3 separate regions of the Mus musculus genome follow, and all the other regions are linked to region 2. A link is a contact called in public Hi-C data. All regions are on one chromosome and are shown on one strand. Each heading gives the region's core, a stretch centred on a gene start, on an enhancer-like site or on the middle of the called end of the contact. The rest is flanking DNA. Distances are from core to core; before and after follow the strand shown.

Region 1 (3,867 bases), core at 917-3,416, 78 kb before region 2:
GGTTGGGGACTTTTTGTTGCTGTGCCTTTGCCTCAGTTGCTTTTCTACACCTACCCTTAGCATTGCCTCATTGTTCTGTGTGTCACATAAAATGCCACCAGTCCCTCGCCCCAACCCCTGGGACACCCACAGGAGTGACTTATACCACACAGCGCCGTCTGCAGTTGCACCCTGACTGAGATGCCTAGCAGAATACTGCACAGCACATGCCTTCAGCTGCACTGGTGGCCCTAGAAGATGGGGACTGGGCTTCACCTACATCCACACTCTCACCTTCACACTTAAAGCTAGGTGGGCACTCCAGAGCAAGGTCTCCGGTTCTCTGTTGATGGATGCCATTAACATGGGGAAGAGATAGCATTGTCTTTATTAGGCAGCCCCCTTGTGCTGTACTGGTTCTGAGTGACTCACTGTTCCTGTTGCAAGAACAGGGGTCCTCTCCTACTGTGGCAATGACACCCCAGCAGGAAGGGTGGCGGGCAGCTGACCTTGTGCCTTGTGCTTGGAGTTGGGGCAGCAGCAGCCCTCTGGAAACCCCTGTAGGCTGTAAGCAGACCTCTCTTCTCCAGTCAACGCTGGCCTTGCTGGGAAACAGTGTGAACAACTGGAGCTTACGTTTGCTTTTGTGAATTTATAAGCTTAGAGAGGCTTTCACTCTGTACTTATGAAGTGCCTGCTCTCTATTGGACACCAGTGGGTAGTCGAGTTCAAAAACAACAAACAAAACATAGATTCTGCTCTCAAGGAGTTTATGGTCTTTGGGAGAAAACGGTCACGTGAGCAAATCAATACAATGTTGTTAGCACAGTGACAAGGAGCTGGCCAGGTGTTAAGAGAAAGTAGAGGAGATTTATGCTGGCCATGGGGCCCCACCCCCCCCCAGGAGGAAAAGATTAGCTCTGTGCTCACCACCCCCACCCCTACCCATACCCCTACCACTTTCTTACTCGCCTCAGCAGAGGATCTGTGTAAGGTTAAGGGAAGGAGACTGGTTTAGTAGCTAAAGGAGCAAACGGGAAGGGGTTAGATCCTGGAGGAGCGGATGTGTGGGTTCAGACGGTGCTAGGAATGGAAGTGGCTTTGGAGCCGGCGCTGGAGGGGTGGAAATGGGAGGTCACAGGTGGGAGGTGAGCTGAAAGTCCCCCCTTCCACTACAGGAGCATTTTCCTCTCCAGCCTGGGCTGGGCGTGGTCCTGAATGGCCAGTCAGGTTTAGCCACTGCTGACGCCTCCAGGAAAAGGCCCACTGGATAGGAACTCTCTGCTGCAGGCCCAGGCCTGACCACTCCGCAGAGTCACGAGGCGTGAGCCATGACCACTCTGCAGAAAGCCTCGTGTCTCATGACTTGGCGCACTACGCCTCACCACGCCCTCAGGACCTATGAGAAGTCATGTAAAGGCTATTAGTAGATGGCCCCAGGGAGGACACTGGCCAGCCAGAAGGAAAGGGATTGACTCAGATATGTGTGAACCTTTGTTGTTGGAAGTCTGAGATATTTGCGGTCCCTTTGTTTGTTTGTTTGTTTGTTTGTTTGTTTGTTTGTTTGTTTTATGAGATAGAGTCTTACTATATAACTTCAGTTTAGCCAGAGCTGGCTTGGGTGCTAGGATTACAAATGTCCACCACCATAGTTGGCTTGATATTTGCATTTCTTGCCTTGGGGGCTTAGGTGCTGGGAATGTGGGGGGCATTGGTAGGGGGCAGAGGCAGCCATCCTTGGTTTCAGTTCCGAGAACCATCTAGAACCTTGTGACAGTGAGACTAGGAACCCTCTGCTCTACCCACCTCCTGAGGAGTCAGCTTGCAGATGGGTAGGTGGGTGAGTGGCTAAGGAATTCTTTCCATTCTCTGGTTGGTGTACAGCCAGTAGCATCGGGGCGGGGCTTCTGAAGAGCTCCCTTCAAAGGCTGATGGATTGATTGTCAGAGTGCGTGGTGGCAGCTGCCAGCGAAGCCTCCCTGCAAATGGAAACACTCAGCTCTGCAGTGAAGGGCAGGCTTCCAGGATGCTCTAAGAGGCTGAGAGCCCCCTTCTTGCTTGCAGACACAGCTCTCCTGCCCAGGAACCCCTCCTCACGTAAAAATGCGTCTTGTGCAGAGAGCCCGCCCGCTCAAAGCTCCAGGAATCCTGTAAGCCACTGCATTAGTTGCACGTCATAAATATTTATGCCCTGCTGATGTGTGTGCCGAGCACTGGGCAGGGCTACTGAGGGACAGAGGCCAGCTCAGAGAGAGGCAGGGAGAAGCAGGGTTTCAGCCCCCTTTTGCTGTTGGCATTCCAAGATGTGGTCAGTAAGCTTCCGTTCTGGCTGCTCCAGCTGCTGAGTGGCCGGCACTGGGACATGGAGTAGGAGTTCTGGACAGGTGGAAAAAGGAAGTCTGCAGCTACTTGAGCTCACGCCAAAGCCCAGTTCTGCGATTCCAGGGGCTAGAAATGGCAGCGTGGTTTATAGTTATCTGACACAGAGGCCCATGATTCCAGCCTGTGTGCCCCGTTCCAAAAAAAAAAAAAAGTGTGTCCAGAGCTTCATAGTCAAAGCAGAAGGCAAGTGCCAGCCTTCACCACAGGAGCCCATAGCAACCTTTCCCCAACCCACATAGGAGAGATTTGCCCATGTGTGGATCCACAGCCATAGACGAGTGAGCTGGGATTCAAACTCAAGCTCTTGGCTCTCAGATTTGTGCATTCCCTGACAAGCTGCCTGGTCCCATGAGCTCCACACATCACAGATATTGACAAGGCTTCAAGACCTGTCTTCCAGGCCCTTTTCTCAGACTGGATATCTGAGCGCTTTGAAGATGGTGTCGGGGGTACGGCAACCTGTGTGTGCAGAAAGGAACATCACAAGATCTGACACCCTGACTGGGAACAAGAGCTCATTTGGAGGGGTCTGAGCCAATGGACAGAGCCCTAGAGCAAAGGTCATATAATATGTGGTAGACCCTCAAGGATTGTTCTTCTAACTCTCCTGCCTACACATGGCGTTCTCTGCTCTACCCCTCACCCTGCATCTCCCTCTTGACAAGGTCTTGCTATGTAGCCAAAGCTAGCCTCAAACTCATACCCCCACAGAACAGTTTTGAGGTGAGGAAATGGTGTTTACACAGATGCCGAGTACACTGTGCTATGACCAGGTAGAATCGTCAAGTGCTGGCTTGCTCACTGCCCTCAGGGTCGCTGCTGGCTGCAGACAGGGGCAGGTAGCTCAGCTACATTCCCATTCCTCCATGCCTGCCAGCTCTCTTAAGTGAGGTCACTAGAGGGCTGGAGAGATTGTTCAGGGCTTCGGAGCCAGGCTGCTAGATGCATCCTGGAAGGGTCACCAGAGCACAAAATGTGCTGTGAGTCTAGGGACGCGGGACGTGGCATGAAGCATGGGGGCACTCATTTGTCTCAAGCAGGCTCTGCCGGCTGGTGCTTCCAGAGATCTGTGTGCATATGTTTGCCTAAGAGGATGCTTGGTTGGGCAGCTGGCAGCACTGGGTATGTTGCAATACCCACACAAACACCACAGGCAAGGAAATGGAGCACACACACTGCTATGCTAACCAAGCAGAAATAAGAGGCTCATGGGTGCCGGAGCACCAGCCAGATGACAGAAGAGACAGTGGTCAGGGACCCTTGCTTCATTTACCAATGTTGCGCAAACACCTAGGGCAGCGTCTGAGTCCACAGTAGATGTTCAGCAAACACTTGAATAAGACACAAGTATCCGTGTAGAAAACACACAGCACACTCGAATATGGAGACTTGGAAGAGAAGCTGGAAAGTCTTTAGAAAGACAGAGGCAAATCTGAGGGTGACTCTGTTAACTTGGGTAGACCAAGGTGTGGTTAGATACTATAGTCAACTGTAATTTCTAAGTAG
Region 2 (3,822 bases), core at 570-3,069:
GTTTCTCTCTCTCTTGTTTGTTTGTTTGTTTGTTTTTGCAACCATCAGTGAATCAGGAGCTCACTGACTTGGCTAGACTAGCTGTCCAGCTCCACCTGTCTCTAGCTCTCTGGCAAGTGGTTTATGATGCATGCTGTTATGGATGCTGGGCATCTGAACTCAAGTTCTCGTGCTATAACAGAAAGCACTTTACCCACTGAGCCAACTTCCTGGCCCTGAAAATGTTTTATTTTTATTTATTTATTTATTTATTTATTTATTTCTCAGACCAGCTCTTCTTGAAGTTTCTTTTTTTCTTTTCTTTTCCTAAGAGCAGGAGTAGAACTTTGTCTCTTCACCCCGGATTCCATTTGAAATTTATGAAGCCATTACTATTTTTAAAAAGTAATCTATCTATTCCTGGAAGTATGCTATACACCGTGAAATGAACCCAGTCAACAGGGTTCCTTCTGTCCGTACAGTCTGGCACTCAGCTTCGCACTGAGAAACAGACACAGAAAAGGAGTATGTATAGGCTTAGACAACCAATAAATGCATTTTATGCATTCCCTGGCTGGCAATAATGCATGAATGTGAGCTTAGTGTGCTGTAGGATGTGTGGGCCTTGGGAAGCTAAGCCCTAAGATCAAAGCTTGGCTCTGCTCTTTACAGCTGTATGACTTCAGGCCAATGGCTCAGCCTCTCAGAGCCTCGGGTTCCCTGGCTGCAGGCTGCAGATGCTTACTTCCCGGGCACTGGGCAGACTGCTGAGAGGGCAGCGCATGTGCAGTGCACCAGGAGGGACCTGATGGTTGGAGGCCTTTTGCTAATGACAGACAGTGCAAGGGAAGAGTCAGAAGCCTGTGAACTGGGCAGGGAATTGCCCACCGACCTGCTTTGATCGCAATAGCAGCAAAAATTCTTAGCCCCTTATAATGTATAGAAAGCCCCAGGAGACAAAGCATTGTCTGTCCTGTTTCACAAGCTAATGAGCATTCACATTTATTTATTCAGTTAAGTTTTTTGGTTTTGGTTTTTGGTTTCTGGGCATGTTCTGACTTATGAGAATATAGTGATTATATTATTACTACGCTTTGCTTTAATATAATGAAATACCGGAGGCAAGGTAATTTAATAAAGGAAAGAGGTTTACCGAGTTCATGGTTCTGGAGGTTGAAGGACGTGACACCAGCCTTGGCTCAGCTCGGATGAGGATGCTGTGGTCCACACCATCATGGCGGCGGCCCCTGTGAGAGGAGAAGCTCACGCCCTGAAGAAGGAAGCTGGACGGCAATCCAGTCAAGATTGCTTTCTATGAGAACTTGTTCAGGAGTCCCTCAAGAACTACCTCAATCACTTTCAAGGACAGCGCCCCCTAGTGACCTAAGGGCCTCTCAGCAGGCTCTTGGCGTCCCACCACCTCCCAACATCACTGGAGGGAGCATCCAGTGTTTGAACCCTTGGAGACAAACTATTTCTACAATATAGCTATGATACACAACCAACGGCTGGTGAGCCACACAGTAGTCCAGACCCTGATTCCAGATTCTCTAAGGTGGCTTGTCACTCGGGTCTCACTTGCTCCTCTAGGTCAGTAAAGGCCATGAATATTCAAAGAGTCCAGACATCAGAGAATAAGGAAGGGCTTAGGAGAAGCCACCACATGCTCCCTCATCTCATGCCTGTTTAGAGCACTTGGGAGGAGGCGCCAGGTCACCTCTTGAGGCTTCTTTCCTTGATGGTTCTTCGACTTGGCAGGCACCCATTCTGGGCTGGTGGAGGCTCATTCCCATTGGACAACTGCTTCTGGGCTGCTGTTCTGGGATCTGTGCCAGGCAGACTCTGGCTCTCACCCAGTCAAAGCCAGAGTGCAAGGAGCGAGCGACAAGACAGGTGCGGCATGTCAATGGCATGAGGGGGGTGGGAGAGATTACTTGCTGTGTGGACATCGGCATGGCCAGGTAGGAGCCCGCTGGAGAGATTGTGTGTAAAAGGATGCGCGGGCCCATAGAGTAAGGGCAGGTATTCAAGTGACCACTTCCGGTCAAGAGATTCCCTGCACTTGGAAGCTGGAAGAGGCACACGTCTGGGCGAACGTAGCTAAGTATGAATACGCGGATGTGTTTGTGGCAAGGGTGTTTGAGTGCGTGCCGTGTGTTATGAGAGTGGTGGGTGGTGTGAATATGTCTGTGAGCTGTGTACATCCAAGATGTAAACAGAAAGCAAAGAGGCTGATGCCTTGAGCCTAAGACGGAAACTTCACAGACAAACACTTGTATGTGTTAATGTTGGGTATTGCTGAGTTCTGAATGTTGGCGCCCCACCCCGCCCCCACTCATAAGCCCCCAACATGACAGTCTTAAGTGAAAGAGGCCTTAAAATGGGATTAGGATCCTTATGGAAGAGACGGAAGGGAGCTGCTTTGTCCCCTCTGGCTTGTAAGGTACAGCAATAGTTACTGGCACCATCTTGCTTTCCTGGGCTGTTTAAATCAAATAAGGCCCTGATGTTTTTATGTCTGAGTCTTGGCAAGTGTCCATCAGAAATACCCCAGGCTGCAGACTGTGCCTTATAAAACAAAGAGATGTGTTTACTTCACAATTTTAGAGAGTGAAAGTCTGAGATCATGTGAGCCTGGTGATGGCCTTCCGGGTGGCAATATGACATAAGGGACAGCATCACATGACAGAGCATGTGCAAAAGAGGTCACATGATGAGAGTGAAAACTGGTCAGACTGACTCTTTTATGGAACACACCCTCATGAGAACTAATGCATGCATAAGATTCAACCCAGTCATAAGACTAACTTGAATCTCTTCATAAAGGTGGTCCTAACCCCGTCACTGCTAAGCCCCACCCTCTGAACACCCAACTACCATTCAACAGGTTACACTAAGAACCAAGCTTCTAACACATAAACTTTGGGGAAACAAACCATATCACCCCACAGTGACCCCAATGCTCACTACTCCAGCTTAAATTACCCAGAAATACTTTGTATATCACACTACCAGAAGGAGCCTGTGACCTAGGGGTTGTTGAATACTCCCAAAGACTGTCATAGCCATCCTTTTCCTGTCACTCAAAGCAAAAGGCCTGCAGCTCAAACTGAAGAGTCTATACTAGCATCCCATATCCCAGGGCTAGAAGGGCTGGTGAGAGGAGCCGGTCACTCCCTTACTGTCTTGCCATCTCCTGGAAACTGCTCGCTCTCGCAGGCCCCACTACAGGGCTGACAAGCCTTGTGTGCCCATCTCTTCCAGCTTTTGCCTAATGAGGTACAGGAGGCTGCCGAGACTGAGAATGGATTCCTTGGATGCTGGATTCTGCCAATCTCCATCAGGAGCCCAGGAAGAGAGAGTCAAAGCACCGGACACCTTGATGCTGTTATTGCAGTTTGCTGTGAGAGCAAATAAAACAACCTTTCCCTGAGATGCTCACCCTGGGCCGATGAGTCAGCCTGGCTTCCAGCCCAGGCTGCAGCATCCATCTCCTCTCCAGAGTCTGAGGAGACAGAGCCGTGGGACAGTGAGGACCGCACGCAGACTGTCACTGACCGCTGACGAGGCTCACCCTTCCCCAAAGGGAGCTACATGGTCTTGGCTCAAGAACCTGTTCTCAGTTTAATGACTTCTGCAAGGGCCAAGCCTCTGCCAGCTTCTCTGACTTATGGACTCTTGACATTTTGATTTTGAGCGGCTGGTGAACTGCTTAGTAGGTAGGCCATGTCTCTTATCCCTTCCTCTCCACAGGCTTTCCCCATTTGCCCAATTTCAACACATTGTGGAACTCCATCTTTTTCCTTAATGGTATTTTTTTTTAAGAAAAGCAAAAAAGCAAAT
Region 3 (3,988 bases), core at 423-2,922, 77 kb after region 2:
CAATTAGATCACAGGTGGGTAACTGCTTGTGTAAAAGCCCCAGAACCGCTTGACCCGCTCTATACTTGCAAGCACGGAGAGAGGGTAGCCTTCAACTCCTCAACGCCATCTGCCGATGCCTTCATCTTAGACTACCCAGCTCCAAGAAATCAATTCTGTTCTTTATAAACTTTCCGGTTTATGGAACTTAGTGATTGTGTCCAAGTAGGCTAAGACAGTGGCCAATGCAACTAAGCAATAAAATAAGCTCATCGCACATGAATTCCCTCTAAAGAATCCATTAGCATAACTGTCCCATGCATGTGTCTGTGTGTGTGCATGGGTGTGCGGATACATAGCTACAGGTGTGTCTATATGCAATGGCATATTATTGGCAGCCCTGGTTTTTGCCCTTCCTAGCTGGGCAGAGGCTTACCTTCTTCTCTGCCCCATTCCCTTGCTTCCATGATGGAGATGATTAAAACACATTGTGAGGATTTATAAGGACGGTTATTGGCAGCTGGGCAGTGGTGGCACATGCCTTTTTTCCTAGCAGTTGGGAGGCAGAGGCAGGCAAATTTCTGAGTTCAAGGCCAGCCTGGTCAACAAAGGGAGTTCCAGGACAGCCAGGGCTACACAGAGAAACCCTGTCTCGTAAAACCAAAAAAAAAAAAAAAAGGAAAAAAGAAAAGAAAAAGAACGGCTATTGGCTTTGCTAACTTGGCTACATCCACTTCATATATCACTTCCCCCATTCTAGACCTGAGAAACAGAGTCCAAGAGGTTGCCCTTGTGTATATACAAGTGTAGAACCAGGTGGCTGCATGGCCTAAATCCATGATGAAAGGTCCAGGAGACTCAGAGAAGGGTAATTCTTTCCCTTTGCAGTAGGGCCCAAGCACTGGGGAGAATTCTCTTGAGGTCAGACAACTCTAACCACCAGGGGGGCCCAAGGAAGCCCTATGGCCAAGGAGCCCACTGGCACCCTAAAAAGCGAATGGCCTCCAGAACTGGCCAGGACTGAGCCACGTCCCTGTGCAAGCCAACACAGGAACTCAGAGCCAGCCTGAGGTTACCAGCCAGGGGTAATGATCCACTTAACACAGACTAGGGGTCACAAGGACCACAGTGTCCGTGTTGTCACCAGGCAAATCTGAGTTGGCTTCTCTGTGACATATAGTTGTCAAAGGCTTGTTTACTTCACCTCTGTATACCTCCATTTCCTCATCTGTAAAATGGGAATGCTGGTAGTTCCTGCTGCAGAGGAAGGGGGCTCAAGGAGGTGAGGCCTCAGAGTCCCCAAGATCCATCTAACCCAGAGCTGCAACTGGTAACACTGAAGCCAGGTTTGGACACTGGCCCTGAAAGAGAGGCCACAGCTTGAAGAGTGGCACTTGGACTGCACTCCCACACTGCTACCTGGGGCCCAAGGCTGGGAGACCAGGCAGTCACAGTAGGGATCCCCTCCACCCATGCTTTCTCTCTAAGCTAGACCGGAAGCAGCAAGGGAAGGCAAAGAAACCTCTGGCGAATTCTGCCGGCTTCTCCCAGTTCCACAGCCCCTGCGGGGACCAAGCTGCACAATACAATGGGATTTAATAAAATGCCTTTAACTCACAAAGTCTGTCTGCTGCCAGCTCCTTAATTAAATTGCCCAACTCTCTCTGCAATGGCAGCACGAACTCCCGCGTCTAAAGAGCACGGTGTTGCTATGGTATTCGCGCCAGGGCAGGCTCAGGGCAGGCTGCTAAAGAGCATGCAGATGAGCAGCTCTTCCTGCCTCCACCGGCGGCGCCAGTGACATCCTTCCAGCCCCTCACCACAATGCCCAAAGCACTACCCTCAGCCCCTCGGTCCACTCCCCACACACTGTGTTTTGTCAGCTAGGACTCTGTCTTTCCTGGTGAGGAACTGACTTCCTCACTGGGAATGCTGAGTTGGCCTTTGGTTACATAGGACAGAACTGCTCCCTAGTCTGACTCTGAGGCCCGGCCCAGCCCCCTGGCCCACAGAGCAACCTTGTGGGGCGGTAGCAGCATCTCCTACGAAGCCTCCTCCACCTTCCCTGATACCCTGTGCAGACACATCTGTGCCCACTCAGCAGCGCCTCAGACCCTTGCTCAGAGGGCACCTGGCTGTGTAAGAAACCAGGTTTGCTCTTTCACTCATGTGGAGAGGTACAAGAAACCCCTGGCATCTGGGCCTGCCCCTGCTGCCCTTTCCCATACCATGCCTGTTCCTCGGCTCTGTGCATGCGAGTTCCACATGCCCACTTCTGTGTACTCCTATGCCCCCACCTCTTCTCATTATTGGAATCTCTCTGTCTCATGTGTCTTTGCCAGTGGCAGAATCTGGGTCTAAGTGTGTACACATCATAGATGTGAGGCATCCCCATGGTCTTTCATGGTGACCAGGGTCTGGTGAGTCACAGGATGCTGACAGCAGATGAAGTTGAGGATGCCAGCCGAGGTCACTCAAATAGGTGGTGATGACAGATAGACAGAGAGAGACAATGACCACCACCAAAGCTGAGGACGGACGTCCTGGCAGACATGGGGCTGGTGGCATTAACAGAGGAGGTGGAGGGGCTGGCGCTGCAGTTATAACATGGGAGAAAATCTCAGATGCTGGCATTGTGATGAGATGGCAGTGGCTGTCATGGTGTGTTGCCGTTGTCTGCCCCTGTGAGAGTGAGGTGCCAACACATGCTCATTTTCTCTAGCGATACCCAGCTGAGGAAAATGTTAGCTGTCATGGTGGCAGGAAGGCTGGTTCCCTACAGACAGACAGACAGACAGGCAAGCAAGCAAGCAAGCAAGCGCTCGCGCGCGCGCACGCACACACACACACACACACACACACACTGCTATAAGCTGCAGCTTCTGAAATTGAGAGCATCTGACAACCCTCTCCCCACATGGGGCTCCCACAGAGTAGCTGCCTTGTTGTGCTACACTTGGGGACAAAGCACCAGTGCTGAGTGAGGGGAGCCATTAGGGACATTTGCTTCGAGTGGCCCTTGAGGATAGAATTTTATTTCTGGCTCATGCTGTTCCCCAGTCCATTCATACTCTGTATGCTGTAAGGAAGACAAAGGAAAGCTGCTCTGGGGCCCCTCCCTTAGCCCAGCCACCAGGGGCAGAGTCAGCGAAGCCTCAGGACATTCCAAAAACCTTGTCAATCAACATCGGTGTCCCCCAGGATTGATCTTACTGGGTGGGCATCTGGGGGAGATGTAATGAGGAGAACAAGACCCGATGGCACAGACATGCTGGGTTTTTGATTTAGGGTTTGTGTTTGTTTGAAATAGGGTCTTATGTAGTCCAGGCTAGCCTCAAATCCATTATGTAGTAGTGTCCAGCATTGAAGTGCTCCTACTGTCTCCACTTTCCAAGTGCTGCGATTACAGGTGTGCCCTGCCACAAGCAGCAACACACTACTTTTCTCTTTTAAGTGGAGCTCTCAGTAAGTAGCCCTGGCTGACCTTGATCTCAAAGTCACAGCAATTCTTCTGCCTCAGCCTCCAATGTAATGCTGGGATTACAGGTGAAAGTCATCATATACATGTATATGTATGTATATGTATGCATATATATGTATGTATGCATCTGTGTGTATACATATATATGTATATATGCATGTGATAGCGAAAATATCTTTTAGACGATGTTATCCAATCCGTCCCTCTTACAGATTTAGAAAAGATCAGCTCACAGTAAGTAAAACCCCACTAAAAAGGACAATAAAAGTGCCTTTTATGTTCACAGCATCTCTAGTGACACAGTGGACATGCCTGTGATTTGATTGCATCTGTAGAATGGGCCTAGGACCAGGCTTTTCTGACAGCTGGCTACGGAGTCTTCCCCCAGCTTCCGCCCAGCCCCGGAGGGACTGAGCTAGCACTGCAGCTTGTTCTGCATGTTTGCCTTCCTGTTTAGAGCTTTTAAAGAGCACGGTGAGGTCTTAGCTCCATCTTTCAGAGGAGGTAATGGAGGGTGAGCATCTCAGC

Evidence for each region. A called contact is a pair of places that touch in the nucleus more often than the background predicts.
Region 1: a contact with region 2 is called in a Hi-C map of the N1E-115 cell line, with 3 times the contacts expected there. The contact joins two enhancer-like sites. A contact is called at or near these places in 14 of 484 Hi-C or Micro-C datasets (the AtT-20 cell line, the HL-1 cell line, the N1E-115 cell line and 6 more) and 2 of 115 datasets of contacts at active chromatin or transcription factors (both in embryonic stem cells).
Region 3: a contact with region 2 is called in a Hi-C map of the N1E-115 cell line, with 3 times the contacts expected there. The contact joins two enhancer-like sites. A contact is called at or near these places in 5 of 484 Hi-C or Micro-C datasets (the N1E-115 cell line, the P5424 cell line, group 2 innate lymphoid cells and 2 more), 5 of 115 datasets of contacts at active chromatin or transcription factors (the 230-238 cell line, embryonic stem cells and heart atrium) and 1 of 9 other capture datasets (embryonic stem cells).

What each region holds. Positions count from the first base shown.
Region 1 is chr1:132,764,120-132,767,986 of GRCm38.p6, forward strand. No RefSeq gene overlaps it. Among named protein-coding and RNA genes, the nearest start is that of Gm31101, 21 kb to the right of the region's middle. Within about 2 kb of position 2,167, at least 73 of the 459 cell types and tissues checked have an H3K27ac peak or open chromatin away from gene starts, as enhancers often do. A contact at or near this core is called in the AtT-20 cell line and the N1E-115 cell line, where this site is marked.
Region 2 is chr1:132,842,487-132,846,308 of GRCm38.p6, forward strand. No RefSeq gene overlaps it. Among named protein-coding and RNA genes, the nearest start is that of Lrrn2, 36 kb to the right of the region's middle. Within about 2 kb of position 1,820, at least 18 of the 459 cell types and tissues checked have an H3K27ac peak or open chromatin away from gene starts, as enhancers often do. A contact at or near this core is called in the AtT-20 cell line and the N1E-115 cell line, where this site is marked.
Region 3 is chr1:132,919,574-132,923,561 of GRCm38.p6, forward strand. The region is part of intron 1 of Lrrn2 (leucine rich repeat protein 2, neuronal); the gene reads left to right. It overlaps Gm31159 (a long non-coding RNA gene), which reads right to left. Exons shown (of 3, transcript XR_878529.3): 1 at 1-3,988. Among named protein-coding and RNA genes, the nearest start is that of Gm31159, 8.3 kb to the right of the region's middle. Within about 2 kb of position 1,673, at least 46 of the 459 cell types and tissues checked have an H3K27ac peak or open chromatin away from gene starts, as enhancers often do. A contact at or near this core is called in the N1E-115 cell line, where this site is marked.